Regions from separate parts of the Sus scrofa genome. Here region 2 is linked to region 1. A link is a contact called in public Hi-C data. All regions are on one chromosome and are shown on one strand. The core of a region is the stretch at or near the end of the contact, and the rest is flanking DNA. Distances in the headings are between cores, read along the strand shown.

What was found. Hi-C and Micro-C count contacts between places; a contact is called where the count stands out from the background.
Region 2: a contact with region 1 is called in a Hi-C map of embryonic fibroblasts, with 2.9 times the contacts expected there. The contact joins the enhancer-like site here to the promoter of ZNF503 in region 1. A contact is called at or near these places in 4 of 47 Hi-C or Micro-C datasets (embryonic fibroblasts, mesenteric adipose tissue, omental adipose tissue and 1 more) and 1 of 2 datasets of contacts at active chromatin or transcription factors (skeletal muscle).

What each region holds. Positions count from the first base shown.
Region 1 is chr14:77,926,661-77,930,397 of Sscrofa11.1, reverse strand. It overlaps ZNF503 (zinc finger protein 503), which reads left to right and starts at 1,644. Exons shown (of 2, transcript XM_021073148.1): 1 at 1,644-2,719; 2 at 3,453-3,737. The coding sequence starts at 2,417. LOC106506044 (a long non-coding RNA gene) reads right to left here and starts at 978. Exons shown (of 3, transcript XR_001301017.2): 1 at 206-978.
Region 2 is chr14:78,754,333-78,758,069 of Sscrofa11.1, reverse strand. All of the region lies in intron 5 of LRMDA (a long non-coding RNA gene), which reads right to left. Among named protein-coding and RNA genes, the nearest start is that of LRMDA, 800 kb to the right of the region's middle. Within about 2 kb of position 2,044, at least 28 of the 83 cell types and tissues checked have an H3K27ac peak or open chromatin away from gene starts, as enhancers often do. A contact at or near this core is called in embryonic fibroblasts and skeletal muscle, where this site is marked.

The DNA.
Region 1 (3,737 bases), core at 395-2,894:
CGCTCCCTGCCCCACCATTTATCAAAAGGACTTGACAACAAAAGAAGAGCCGGGGCGGAAAAGTGGGGGAGGGTAGATTCAAAGTCTTCCAAGTCCTTCCGAGGAAGGGGATGTGTCCTCGCTCTCGACCCCTTCCAGTTTCTGCGAGTTTTTGGAGGTGACCCCCGAACTCGCTCCCAACGCTACCAAAGCCCTGACAACTCACACAGCGGCACAGGCATTCATGCACACTTCTGCACCCAGATCCAGGTACTCAGAGTCGCGCACAGCGCCTCCCCTCTTCCTTCCAAACAGCCCGAGTGACGGTGCAAATCGAGGGGAACGCGGCAGTCCCGCTCCGCTTCCCTGGAAGAGCCAGTGTTCCCACAGGCAGCCACTCCCTCCCTCTCTCGTTCCTTCTTTCTGCTTTCTCTGAGCAGGTCAGTCCCGGCTCGGCGTTCCAATAAATTCTAGCGGGCAGAGGGGAGTAACACCGGCTATCTAGCCTGCGGGGATGGCGCAAGGTGAAGGAAGGGTTGAGGAGGGGGCATGAGTGAGCCTGAAATGTATCTCTCCCAAACACACACGGTCAGGCCTCTTCTTTGTAGCCTCCTAGCCCTAGCCACGATTGTGGAGACGTCAAAGAATTGAGGCTAGGGGTACCCCATCATTGACCTCCAGGACTCAAGGTTATATTGGTGGTGTGGCTCTTAGAAGTCTCCGAGTTTAGGGTCCCGGCACTACGCGGGGTGGGGTCCGCGGCAGGGCAGCCTAAAGACTGAACGCTACACGTCCAGGAGGGACTATCTTGACTGGGGGCTGGGGGTAGGGGTGGAAATCTCCCGTGTTAGACGTCGCCACCGCCCGTCTCGATACCCGGAGCGGCTCCTAACTCCGCGGCCCCAATGGACAGGAAACCCAGAGGTGGAAGGGTGTACCTATCTCCGATATCGAAAGGAACGAGGCGCACACCCCAGGCCAGAGCACCCCTCCCGGCGCCCTGGGCGCACCTGCGCACTTTACTCTCACTATTCATTTTCCCGACACTGAGCGTCTTTCTCCTCTTCCATTCTTTTTCTTAGAGCCCCCAGCTCTCATCCCAGGAGGCTGCTCCTCTTTCCCCCTCTTCCAATTCCCCCTCGGTCTCTTCCTCTCCGTCTCTCTCTCCCTCTTTTTCCCTTCAAGTCGCACCCGCCTTGTAATCAGCAACAAAAGCTGACATAAATCACCGGCGGATTGACAAGAGCTGACAAATAACTGATTGATTGCGGTCGAGGAACATTGACAATTGATGGAGGGGTGGAGATGCCCAAAGAACTGGTGGGGAGGGGGGAGAAGAAGAGAGGGTGGCAGGGGAGAGTAAGAATGGGGGGGGGCGCTGAGTGTGAAACAGAGGAAACATGTGACCCCCGCTCCTGCCCCAATCTGCGCATCCCCGGGCGTCACGTGGCCGGGAAGGGCGGGGAGCCTAGCACACCCAGCGGAGACGTGCCTCCACCGCCTCCTCTTCCCACCTGACTTCTGGTTTCTCCGCCGCCGAATCTCAAGAAATCAAAGCGGGCGGGCAGCCGGACCAACTCCAACGCCTGCTCCCCACCTTTCCTTACCCAGGCGGCCGCACCGCAATTGATTTCAGTTACTGAGGAGGAGGAGAGAATATTTACTGTGTGCGCCCCCTGTGCGTCCCTGGAGTTGACAGTCCGGCTGTGGTCCAGATTCCTGCCGGAGCTCCTTACGAACACCCTCAATCTATTCCTCATACGCACCCTCCTGCAAAAGGTTTCAGTTTATTCTCGAGCTGGGGAAAGGAAGGACGACGAGGAAGAAAAAAGAGGGAGGCGGCAGATAGCAAACGTAGAATAAATGTCCAGCTCGTCCTCCGAGCGAAATCAAGGGAGGGGACACGCAGGGGGAGAGGCGAAGTGGGAGCTGCCCATTAAAACCAGTGCTGAGAGTCCTGGCGGCGGCGGCAGCAGCGGCGCGGGACGCGTCACATCCCCTTGACCCTCCAATCACCTCGGGCTCCCATTTGATTGGAAGGCGGCAAAGGCTTTAATCTCCCCCTCGGTGCAGCTGCTTTTGAAGTGAGTTTCCTCGCCAGAGCCCCGGCTGGACAGGCAGCGGCTCACATCGCAGAGCGCAGCGCCAGCGCCGGGCCGCGAGTGCGCAGCGCAGGGGCACAGCCCGAGGCGGATACGGCGAGCCACCCGGCACTCCCGCAGTCGGGCCGGCTCCTCCCGCTCGGCCACGGCTCCGCTGCGGGCCACCCAGGATTATTCGCTTCTGGCTCCAGGCGCCGAGAAGGCGCGCTGGGCGCCGGTGGCCGCCTCGCCAGCTCCTCCTGCTGCTCCTGCTCCCCGGGCGAGCGCGCAGCCCCGAGCCCGCCCCGCGCCTCGCGGAGCCCTCCCCCCGCTGCTCCCATGCGCGCGGGTGGGTCATGAGCACAGCGCCCTCGCTTTCTGCCCTAAGAAGCAGTAAGCACAGCGGCGGCGGCGGCGGCAGCAGTGCGGACCCTGCCTGGACCAGCGCGCTCTCTGGAAATAGCTCCGGCCCCGGCCCAGGCTCGTCCCCGGCCGGCAGCACCAAGCCTTTTGTGCACGCCGTGCCCCCCTCTGACCCTCTCCGCCAGGCTAACCGCCTGCCTATCAAGGTGCTGAAGATGCTGACCGCACGGACTGGCCACATTTTGCACCCCGAATACCTGCAGCCCTTGCCTTCCACTCCTGTCAGCCCCATAGAGGTAAAGACCCTATCCCCGGATCGCGCTGGGACCACCACCCGGCTGCTGCTCTCGGGATCTGGGGGTTGGAAGGTGGGGGTATCGGAGTGATTCAGCTTCGGGATGGGGGGAGAGGATAGTGCTCCCGCACCTTAAAACTAGGGTGGAAAGGGGGGAGGAGGTAGAACGGGGTGTGAATGCTGAGAGACAAGGCAGCCAAAACTTGTTTCTCCCTTTGGTATTAAAACGCCTTCCACGACTCAGGCCCCCTTACTTTCAGCCCAGAAGACCTACTGGAGTCCAAAATATGGTTGGTTCCAAAGTCGCAGTCCTCCGGTTCCCCAGAAGCTGGTTATTTGTGCACAGCCTCTAAGGCGCCAACTGCCCTAGCCCTTACTCGGAAGAATTAGGGATGGGGTGGGGGAGAGGGCTACAGTTCTAGGTCAAAGAGTCAGAAACCAAAACATTTTGTGCGGTTTGTTTTGTTTTGTTTTGTTTCCAAATCCATTTATCCCTGAGAGGACGGAGAAGATCCTGATGGTGGGGTTGGGGGGGGGGGGGGAAGGGTGCTGTCGCCTTTCTCAAAAGCAAGAATGTGTGTATGTAGAAGGGGTGTCGCCTAGAATTGCGCCTTGGGGCTGGGAGGATCTTTGCAGGTCATTACAGAGGTGCGTTTGAAACCTAAAAGCCAGGATTCTAAAGGGTTTCCCCTTCTTTCTTTGTTTCCCCCCCCCCCCCACGTCTGACCCCACAGCTTGATGCCAAGAAGAGCCCGCTGGCGCTGTTGGCCCAAACATGCTCGCAGATCGGGAAGCCCGACCCCTCGCCCTCTTCCAAACTCTCCTCCGTCGCTTCCAACGGGGGCGGCGCGGGCGGTGCTGGCGGCGGCGCCGGGGGCGACAAGGACGCAAAGTCGGGCCCCCTCAAGCTAAGCGACATCGGCGTGGAGGACAAGTCGAGTTTCAAGCCGTACTCCAAACCGGGCTCGGATAAGAAGGAGCCGGGAGGCGGCGGCGGCGGAGGCGGGGGCGGCGGGGGC
Region 2 (3,737 bases), core at 795-3,294, 830 kb before region 1:
AATCATAAGAAATTATATTTTAATGTATATACTGAGCTGTCTGAGAAGTAATGAACAACACGCAAGAGCTAGTGCCTCTTCATGCAGGATGAGCTAAGCCAAATGAATCTTTTTTTAAAAAAAAATCTCTCCTCCCCTTTCTCTCTGTCTTTTGGAAACAACGATTAAATAGGTGGATTGGTGAGAGTACAGACATAATACACTGATTTCAGCAAGACGTTGGACAAAAATCTCGCCCTACATAGTGCAGCAAAAAAAGAAAGAAAAAGTTTGAGTCAACTCACAACAGATGAATCACAGATATCAAAAAATAACCATGGATCCCTGAATCAATACCAGTGAAAAGGGAGGCTCCTTGAGCCTATCCATTGGATTCCATCCTATTCTCTAAACTATTAAAGAAAACCCAGAAATCTATGTTCTGACAATAGACTGACACCAAACACTAATAAGAAACAGAGGAAAAGTGTCTGAAAAGCTCCAAGTCAGGGACAGGGGAGTTTTTCCGGGCAGTAGCTTCTGTAAGAATAAAAGCCCAGCGGGCACTGGGTGATTCTGAGCCCATTTGTAATCACGCGCAGCAGATGCTCTGGGTCCCTGGCAGTGCTCCAGCCCTGGCTGCACAGGGATCTACGTATCCTGGGTGGGATGTAAGACCAAACACTTCCTCCAGAACTGAGATGCCATGACTCTAACATGACTGCAAATCCTGGCCTGGTGTCCTGCAGGATTATTGCTAAATAACTGCAGAGGAGGGAATCAAAAAATGATGGCAATGAAAACATCTTCCAAAGCCACTGATTTTCTAAAAGACCCCATACAAAAGCCCCCTTTCTGATAGCTACTCTAATTACCAGAATGCTGTGGTACCTTGTTGCAAAGACAAAAACGTCAGCTGACCAAACCATGAGTTTAAGACAGGCAGAAAAATTCAACAACTCCCGACCATTGCCAGATCCAATACACAAAACAGTTAATTTATAACAGTTAAAACCTGGCCTCTGACCAAGTCCAAAAGAACTATGTCTTATTTCACTTGCTCTTGAATATGTCTCTTTCAGAGATAAATGACTCTGCTCTCTGCCAGTTCCCTCCTCTGTTTGGTGTTTTGTTGAGCCAGGCCTGTGACAAGCCAAGAGTTGATACATCTGCTTGAATGTGTAATTTACCTCTCTGGTCAACTTTGCCTTTTTTTTTTTTTTTTTTTTTTTCTCCTTGACAATATTATGTCAAACAATCACATCACCACTGGCTCTGATCTCTTTGTTGTTAGCTAATAAATTAGAGAGTATTTATTATCTGCAATCCTTTTTTCCTCTTTTAATGGTGACACATTTGTGGTGAATTACAGGGCAGCTTTATAAACTCGGCTCCGGGCCAGTCTCAGGCCCTGCATGCATGTGAACATTCCCTCTCCCGGCTGGCCTCCCGGGCCGGTGGTAAATCAAGGCAGCTGTCACAGTACACTAAGTTAGTGTGCGTCACCGGGGAGAGCAGGAAGCGTTGGGGGTATAATTCTGTCCATCAAACTAATATGTTATATCAGTAGCTTTGTAATCTTCGGCCATAACTTATGGGAAGTGACACCTAAGAATTCACTTTGAAGGCAATGTGTTCCTCAGCCTTTAAGCCAAAACAGACCCGATTCTCAGCAACCGTTCCTCTGTTTACACGAGTGGATTTCTAGTGCCGGGGAATCGGGTCCCTATCAGTGTGGCAGTATTTTACACATTCCACCACCAGCTGAACTCTGTTTACAGCCCTCCCGGCAGGATTTGTAAACTTTTCAAACAGGATTTCTTCTCTTCTTTGGGTTACCCTTGCCTTAACCTCCAGTAGCCAGAGAGATAAATCGGCTCCGTGCATGTTATCATGACAAAGCAGAGCTCTGACAGACAGGGATGAATGGGTGCCCCCTGTTCCTGGTCCGTCCCCCTGCAACCTCTGCCTTGACAAATGTGGGAAACGCCTGCAAAAGACAGAGCACTCACATCGCTGGGGCCTGGATGGCAGCATGGCTCTGGGTTTGGTTGCTACATGCCCACGTGATCCCTTAGGAAGGGAAGACCTACACCCTGCAAGAGACAGCACACTTTCTAAGGCAGGACATGGGGGCCACCGGAGTCACACAGCGTGTCCTTCTTGTCCAGATTGTGCCATTGGATTGTCTCTGTCATCTCTCCCTGTGCACCCCCACTCCCACTGTCTTCCCCAGCTGCATTCTCAGCTGGCCAATGAGAGAAGCCCTGTGGGGAAGATTAAGTAGTTCTGCGAGCTGCCATCTGATGGAAAAGAAATCTACAAGAACTGTTCAAAGGCACTCTTCCTCCCCCAGGCACAAGACTAAATATGCACAGTAAAGAAATTTGAAAAATGCCTGCCCTTGCCATCCCCAATACCCCTTTGATTGATAGCAGAGAGGGTTTGCTATGATAATTTTACTTTGACAGGTCCCAGGCATAAATCCCACAGAGTTGTTGCTCTGGTTTGACAACCTTCGAGGCCTCCAGTTAGGAACAGGAAACAGGCCTCTATTTTTCACCCTCAATGCTCCTTCAGGTGCAAAGAAAAGACCTTATGGAAAAAAATAAATCCTTATCTGAGGGGGAAACCAAATTCAAAGCAGTTTTAATACTTATTCATCAGAAAGAATGTCCAACAGGGGAAGATGTGACCTCTGTCCTACTTCTTCCAACTTACATTTAAATCTTCCCAATAAGAGATTTGAAACCTACTCATAGTGAGAAATGGAGATGTCTTTTCCGTTCATGTTTTGGTTTTATGAAGTTGTAGTATTTTACTTCAAGGTCAGCCTAGATAGGTACCAATATATTTTAGAAAAATCATTGCGCAAAAACAAAAATGCAAACCCATAACAACATCTATAATTGATCATCATTTACTAACAATGGGCCACATTCTGCCTCATTCCATCCCCTTCATCTTCACAACCACCTCCAATGAGTCAAGCCTCAATTAATACGAATGCAATTTTAAAAAGAGCCAAGGTAATGCGTTTTTTCAGCATTCATCTTTTGGGCATGCTTCATGAAATGTCAGGGATTATTTGGGGATCAGTGGCTAGTGGCTCTTCACCCCATCATCTCCCAGGCTCCATCTGAGAACCAAGACACAGCCACGAGCACCCAAGTTACAGAAATCAGATTTCACTGGCTTGAATCGAGAAGAATCTCTGGTGCCCCTTAAGGTACCTAGAAAAGTAAATTAATCAGAATCCATTCTCCAAACATTTTAGTTGAGCTCGCCTAGAAATGCAACATTGTGACCTTTCAAAAATTTTTAAATGCACAAACCCAAGCGAATGTCTAAAATGAAGTATTTCCATGTCCTTAAAACTTTCAGAAGTTGAAGGTTTTCCTTCCAGTGATCTACTGCTTAGGAACTATGTAAGAATCTGCTTTCTCTGGGTTCTAGCATTAAGAGAGGGTCCATATAGCATCAATGCCCTAAGAGTGGACCCCTGCTTCAATCCCACCCCACCCCTAGGCCATTACTAAGGGTGCCATCCGAGTTCTGCAGAAAGTCTGCCCTATTGAGAGACACCAGTGACAGGAAAATAAGGACCCAGTCCTGGCATTCTCAGTCAAGACTGTCTTTATCAGGACTCTAACATGGATTTCACCCCAGGCTACAGAACTGAGCTCTCTTTTTCTAAAGTCAACATTTTATGACTATACCCATTTTATGGAGGAACGAACCACTGCCCAAGGAGTTCT